Regions from separate parts of the Bos taurus genome. Here region 1 is linked to region 2. Evidence: chromatin contacts called from public Hi-C data. All regions are on one chromosome and are shown on one strand. Each heading gives the region's core, a stretch centred on a gene start, on an enhancer-like site or on the middle of the called end of the contact. The rest is flanking DNA. Distances are from core to core; before and after follow the strand shown. Region 1 holds the start of GNAI3 (G protein subunit alpha i3). Region 2 holds the start of AHCYL1 (adenosylhomocysteinase like 1).

Region 1 (3,449 bases), core at 260-2,759, 450 kb before region 2:
AATTTGGAATCAGATCTACTTATTCACTGTGTGAACTTGGAAAGATGCTTAATTTCTCTGAGCCTATTTGTTTACCTGTAAAAATGTGGATAACAACCCACAATTACAGGGTTGTTGTGAGGAATAAACGAGATGACACATCGAAGTACCTAGTCACACCTGGCAAATAGGTACTCAATAAATATCGTTTTTTCTTCCCTTCTTCTTGCCCTTTCTCCCCGTAAGTATTGATATTCTAACAGTCACTAGGAAGAGTAGGAGACTTGGAACTTTGAAGAACTGGCATTGATAAATTAAGGTGCATGAGGCTATTTAATGTGGTTTTCAAGAAATCCCTCTAATGATCATCAGTCACTGTATATATCTTTCTGTTGGGATCTTATATTCTAAGGTCTAGGTTCGACTGGGGAAATAATATTTAATCATAGGGTAAGGTCTTGGAGGCTGCACGAGTTCCCCTCCCTAGAATGTATGGTGAATGTTTTTGTGGGGCTCTTTGGAAGTAACGGTAATGTAGGGCTACTTTCACCATAGAATCCAGGATTATGAGTAAAAAGAGTATCAGTGTGGGGCTTTCATAGGGGATTTATCAACTTCCAGGTGATACTATAGCTGAGAAACAAATTTTACTATGACTTCTCTTTTCGTGTGTTACCCCAACAGGAAATTTTAATAGGATGCACTGGTTTGTTTTAGGGTGTGGAACTTTGGTTGACTAATCTTGGTAGAAGTCCTAAGCCCTTAACACACGACAATATGTCAGGGCTAAACCTGGCTTGTGTGGGGGAAAGGCAGCATGGAAATTTCATGGAAAAACCACATTCTTACCTTATGCAAGATCTGTTACCGATTTCAAGAGATCTTTTACCGATACAGTAGCTGGGAAACTCTCAAGCCCACTGGGTACCAGTAGGTGAGCCAGAGGAGAGGGCAGAAAGGGACTGCAAAGTCCCAGGCATGGTGGGTCTTAACTTTTTCCAGATGTGGAGCGTGACCGCGGCGAGGCCCAGACTCTGTAATTCTCATCCCACAGCTCTGGCTGGGACGACGCCAACAGACAAACTATCCTACACTTGGTCTCAGATCTCCACAGCCAGAATTTAACTGCGTTTTCTGGCCAGTGAAAAATTCCCAGCAGAAATTCCCGTGCGGATTGCGGGCTTTTCTTGGGAATTCCCATTCCCCACGCCAATCGGCCGTGCGACCTCGGGAGGGTGCCTTGAACCGGAGAAACCAGTCCCTGGTATCTCTATATTCATCCAAATAAGACAGCCAAAAAGGTGAAAGGGGACTAAAGTCGAGCGGCGCCCGGTAAACTCGACAGGGCCGCCCTACAACTCGGAACCGACACTCGGCGTCCTGGTCTCTCTCTCTCTCCGTACTTCCGCTTTTGGTCACGCCTCCTTTACCCCAGCTAGGGAGGTCGAAGAAGTAACGGCCGCGGGCGTTGCCGGAAGTGTCGTAAAACGCCGGATATCCGGTTCCTCTGGGCGCTCTGGGAGCTGACGGAGAGGGCCGCCGCCCAGCAGTAGACTCTTCTCTCCGCCTGCTAAGCCGCAGTCTCCGCGGTTTTTGAGTGAGCCCCGGCCCGGTCCCTTCTTCCGCCGCCGCCATGGGGTGCACGTTGAGCGCCGAAGATAAGGCGGCGGTGGAGCGAAGCAAGATGATCGACCGCAACTTGCGGGAGGACGGGGAGAAAGCGGCCAAAGAAGTGAAGCTGCTGCTACTCGGTGAGGGGCTGGGGGCGGGGCTGGCGGGGTGGTTTAGAGGACCCAGGCACTTGAGAGTCCTAATGGGGGGTCGGGCCGGGCGGGAGAAGAGGACCCCGAAGAATCTGGAGGGCGTGACGGACGTGGGGCGGGGTGTGGGGTTGGTGGCTGATGCCGGAGGGCGTGATGAGGGGGTGGGGTTTTGGGGTTGTAGGAATTAGGCTGAAAAGAGGGTGTGCCACCATGCTGGATTGTGTTTAGCGAAGGAGCTTCGAAATGTGGTCCAATAGGACATTGAGACTGTATTGGGAATATGGGAAAAGCTCATAAAGGAAGAGCTGATGTTAGAGAAGGTTTTTCAAGGGAAGGGTTAGAGTAAGTTGGTGTTGAGGACGGGAGAGTGTGTTGGGCTTGTATAATGGACTGTGAGTTTGGAGCGTGGTGATACTTTATGACAGATTAGAGCTGGGGTGGGGGTTTGAATAATTAATATAAATAGAGAGGGGGTCTTGGACAGAGTGGTCACATAGGACCCTGTCATTTATTAGAGAGTGGACATTTCGAGCTCTCGCTGAGGTGGAGGACCCCTAGAACATAAAAGAACCCAGGAACATAAAAGTGTATGGTTGAAATAACTGACAAGTTCTCAGGTGTAAAGGTAAAGAGTTTGAGTGTAGAGGCTGTGTGTACTTATCCACTATTTCGTATTATTTTTATTTTCTTAAGGTTTTTTATAACTCCTTCCATTGTTTTTATAAAGGGGGAGCTGGTGTGAGCTGAGGATATTTAAGGACTGGCTTGTTTGAGGTTTGTGGCATAGGATGTGATGATGACAATAGGTTACACAGTGGGAGTTGATGAATATTTGCTAGGGATGATGTGCAGTGGGAATGCAGTTATCTTAGGATAAATTATGGAATTGGACTTACTGTAAAAGATGATTGTGACAGACTTCTTTTGAGCTGGGCTTTTTTGTTTCTTCAAACGAAAAATATTGGCTTCGGGAATTACTGTTTATTTTACTTGACATTCGTTTTAAGTAGTTTTTATGTACAGTCAGATGCATTTTACTCAGCCTAGTTAGTTTTAGAATTTTTGAGAGATTGTTTTCTAGAAGCTCAGTGAATCATATAAAATACCCTGATGTCAGCTTACCAATAAATCAGGCCATGTTTTTTCTTCACTGTTAGTATTTTCTAGGGATCTGTTAGGGAAGAGTAAATGGAAGTAATGGTTTCTGTAAGCAATAGAACTTTGCTTTTTAAAACAATTGATTTTTGGGAAAAAGAAGTTGCTTTAGGAGAAGTGCCAAATTTTTATGGTGTGAAGCTCCAGAGGACAGAATGTACCACCATAACCCAGGGTTTATTTTGTACTCTAGGGTGTTCAGGGTGCCCATGCTAGTCTTTTCATGTTAACGTATTTGGTAGTTTGTAGGTTGCAGGAGGCCTGGTAACAGCTTTTTGAATAAAGAAAGGAAGTTATGCACTGGAGTTTAAGCCTTCAGTTTGAATTCTTGATCTTACAGAATGTATGAAAAAAAAAATTGAAGTTTCAAACTGCTACTCTTCCATAGAACAGGTATCATTTGTGAATGAGCATGGTCCCTGGTATTTAGTAGATGCTTAAATATAAACTGTTAACCAGCATGTGCCAGCTACTGTTGGACATAGCTCCTTGGGATCTTTCAGATGTTTGATATGAACTATAGTACTCAAGGCATTAGCATTGTTTCTATTG
Region 2 (3,356 bases), core at 87-2,586:
ACAGGAGGACAGGGGATGAAACAGGCAATAGACTAGGGAGCTTTGTGGGGTGGTGGGGCTAATGAGAAGTCCCGGGTGACGAGATGGCCAAAATAACTTTTTAGAACATTTCAGAAATGTGACTTCAAATTGTTTGTGATGTGATGTAACCTCTCCCTTGTGGCCCACAAAACTTCATTAAAAGTTCTGCTACATGTTACAGCATTATTTTTGTGGTTGTTTTGGAATAGGGGTGGGGGTTGAAAGGAGAAGGGACTGTTCTCCACATTTGAATTGACAAGCAGGAACTAAAGAAACAGCCACAAAGACCAGAATAGCGACTAAAACTTCAGATGAGGCAGAAAACTAGAGCCAGAGGTAACCTTGAAAATTTCTGTCCCCCCAGTAATTCACAGAAATCGGGGAGGGGGGAGCATTGGACTTTCCACAGGACGTGGACATTTGAGCCAATGTCATTTGAATGTCAAAGGACAAGCAACCTCAGCTGACATTGCCTCACCAGCTGGACTAAGCCTTTAGAAACAAAAAACGTATTACACACATCTGTACTATCCAGGGCCTTGGCACAGGGGTAGCACATAGCCAGGCCCAGTAAAAGCATGTGAATATTTCATAAATGCCCTAGTGCTGCCCTGGAAGCTGGCAGAGTGAAACGCTTGGGGGTGGGGGGATGGAAGGGCTCGTCGACTTCTCTTCCCCTCCCCCACCCCTTTTCCTCTCCCACCCTCTTACCCATCGTTAGCCCTATCCCATCAGCTCCGCGACATGAAGAACTTGTAAACAAGCAAGGCCCAGCGGAGACGGTGGTGGAGGAGGTCACAAAGTGTTGCGCAGAAACCACACTGCTCTGGTTCTGTTCTGCCCACTCTTACGGTGTCAAAGAGGCAAACACTGCCTCTTGGGAAGGAGGTTCTGGTTCAAAGAGCCTGGGCATGGGGCATTGAGCGAGTGGGCTACGTAGGGCGCCGGAAGCTTCCTAGGACTGGCTGTAGGCTGTGTTGTGTAAGGCTCTGGTACTCGTTCCCAAGCATCCCTACACCCTTCTGAGGCCTCCCCTGGCATTCCGCAGTCCAAAGGCCCTCCAGCACCGCGGCAACCTTGCAGGAACCGCGCGCTCCTCGCAAGGTAATGGCGCCACCTGGCGGCATACAAGGGCGCGGCTCACCCCTGGAGCTTCCCTTCCCCCTCGAGCGAGGAAGAAAAGGTGGCTTCAGCGGCCCAGTCCAGCGTAGTGACGTCATGACAGAGCGCCGTTCTCCCCGCCTCTCCCCCCGCCCGCTGGGAGCTGCCAGTACTCGACGTGGCGTCACCGCCCTCTACCCTTACTTTGCGTCCGTGTTTGCGTGCGGCGGAGGTGGCGGCGCGGGCCGGTCGGAGCTCCGCGTTGCTGCTTCTGGTGCTCCTGTCGCCGCTGTCGCTGTCCGGCTGTCTTGGACCGCGGAGCAGAGGAGGCGCGGGCCACAGCACCTCAGCACCCGACGCGGCTTAGCTTGGGGCCCGGCGGGAGGGTGGGCGAGCGCGTGTCGGAGGGCGCCGCGCGGGCAGGCGGGCGGGCGCCCGTGAGGGAAAGAGGCGGGGGCGGCGGGTCAGCCGCGGGCCCGGCCGGCCGGGGGATGTCGATGCCTGACGCGATGCCGCTGCCCGGTGTCGGGGAGGAGCTGAAGCAGGCCAAGGAGATTGAGGACGCCGAGAAGTACTCCTTCATGGCCACCGTCACCAAGGCGCCCAAAAAGGTGCGGGGGCTCTGGGTGGCGGCGGGGGTCCGGGTTGGGGCCTCGAGGAAGGGGCGCGAGCCAGCCCCGGCCCTGGGCTCCAGCTAGTTTGGGACTTAAGGGGCGAGGTTTCAGGGACCCAGGACTACGGAGGTGGTGTGAGGGGTGGAGAGTGAGCGGCCCCAGGCCTATCCCAAGCTGGAAAGGCCGACCCTGACCTCACTTTCCTTTGTCCCTCGGCCCAAGTCCTCCGGGATCTTTTCGAAACCCAGCACGGCCAGGCCTTAAATTTGCGGCTGACTTATCCTAGATGAAGGGCCTCAGAGATGGGAGTGGGAGAGAGGTGAGCGAAGTCTGCTGACCCCAGTGACCAGCCCCAGGGGATGAGGGTGTACGGGAACTCTCCCCTCAGGTGAGCAGGTAAATCTGATAGTGCTTCTTTGGGAGCAGTGGCCGGCTTAGCCAACAACTGCGTGTGATCTTGGAGGCAAGATGGGGAAAAAAAAATGCGTGGAGCTAGCTAGCTCTTTTATGCAGGTGAAAAGCATGAGGGCAGCATGAAATTGAAGACTAATTTTCATCTTCTGTGGTCGTCTAGTTGCTTCGACACATGTAAGAAATTAACGTTTGGAGGTTAGTGACAGCAGACACTCATGGATACAGGTTGATGGTAGAGTCGTGTGAATAGATCACTTCGGCATCCCTTGAGAAAGGAGCTTGGGTGGGTTGGAGGGGTGGGTGGTAAGGAGCGATTGCTCATTCTTTACTGCACTTACTGAGGAAGAACAGGTTTAGTCTATTATGCTGTGGGTTGAGCTCAAAGACCATTCTTCTAATTCTTTTATTTTGGAAGATTAAATGGCAGCCTTTGGAAGTATTAATCTAACCAGCTCTCTGAGTGGTGGAATTGGGATCCTTGGTGCTTTCTGAGTGTTTACTGCCAACCACATTTTGATTTTCTACATCACTGGCACCAGTTAACGGAGAACAAGAGAACCTTTGCAGAGAGGTGACCTTTCTGAAACCAGTAAGAACCTGGGTAAATATTTCCCTCCTATATAAAGACAGAGTTTCAAGGCTGTCCCCACCTGCAGTGTTTGATGGGATGCACTGCTGGTGTAAGCTGCACAAAGCAAGATTTGTAGATAGTGACAGTCCTTCAGGCTGTGGGAGAGATGATTTTTTTGTTTGTTTGTTTTTTCTTTTAAGGAAATTAACCTGCCACTCCAGAAATCTAATACAGGATTGAGAAGATAGTTCACCATTGTGTGCTGTAGCTCTGTCTTCCCACAAAATTTAGATCTTACCCCACAGAATGCCTTATAAAACCTTGCAGAAGATCCCTTGATTCTAAGAAGTCTGATTAATCTTATTTTTAGTGCTCTCAGTTCAGCTGACTGCTTTGTTGGAGCAGTAACCCTTTGTAATCTGCACTGCTGCTAAGGCACTTGAGTTGTGTCCGACTCTGTGCGACCCCATAGACGGCAGCCCACCAGGCTCCCCTGTCCCTGGGATTCTCCAGGCGAGAATACTGGAGTGGGTTGCCATTTCCTTCTCCAGTGCATGAAAGTGAAAAGTGAAAGTGAAGTTGCTGCATTTGTGTCTGACTCTTAGCAACCCCATGGACTGCAGCCTACCAGGCTT

What was found. Hi-C and Micro-C count contacts between places; a contact is called where the count stands out from the background.
Region 1: a Hi-C map of skeletal muscle shows a contact between it and region 2, with 8 times the contacts expected there. The contact joins the promoter of GNAI3 here to the promoter of AHCYL1 in region 2. A contact is called at or near these places in 2 of 11 Hi-C or Micro-C datasets (skeletal muscle and an unstated tissue).

The regions. Positions count from the first base shown.
Region 1 is chr3:33,897,297-33,900,745 of ARS-UCD2.0, reverse strand. GNAI3 (G protein subunit alpha i3) reads left to right here and starts at 1,509. Exons shown (of 9, transcript NM_001034677.1): 1 at 1,509-1,730. The coding sequence starts at 1,613. It also overlaps a transcript of GPR61 not described here.
Region 2 is chr3:33,442,807-33,446,162 of ARS-UCD2.0, reverse strand. It overlaps AHCYL1 (adenosylhomocysteinase like 1), which reads left to right and starts at 1,336. Exons shown (of 17, transcript NM_001101052.2): 1 at 1,336-1,733. The coding sequence starts at 1,614.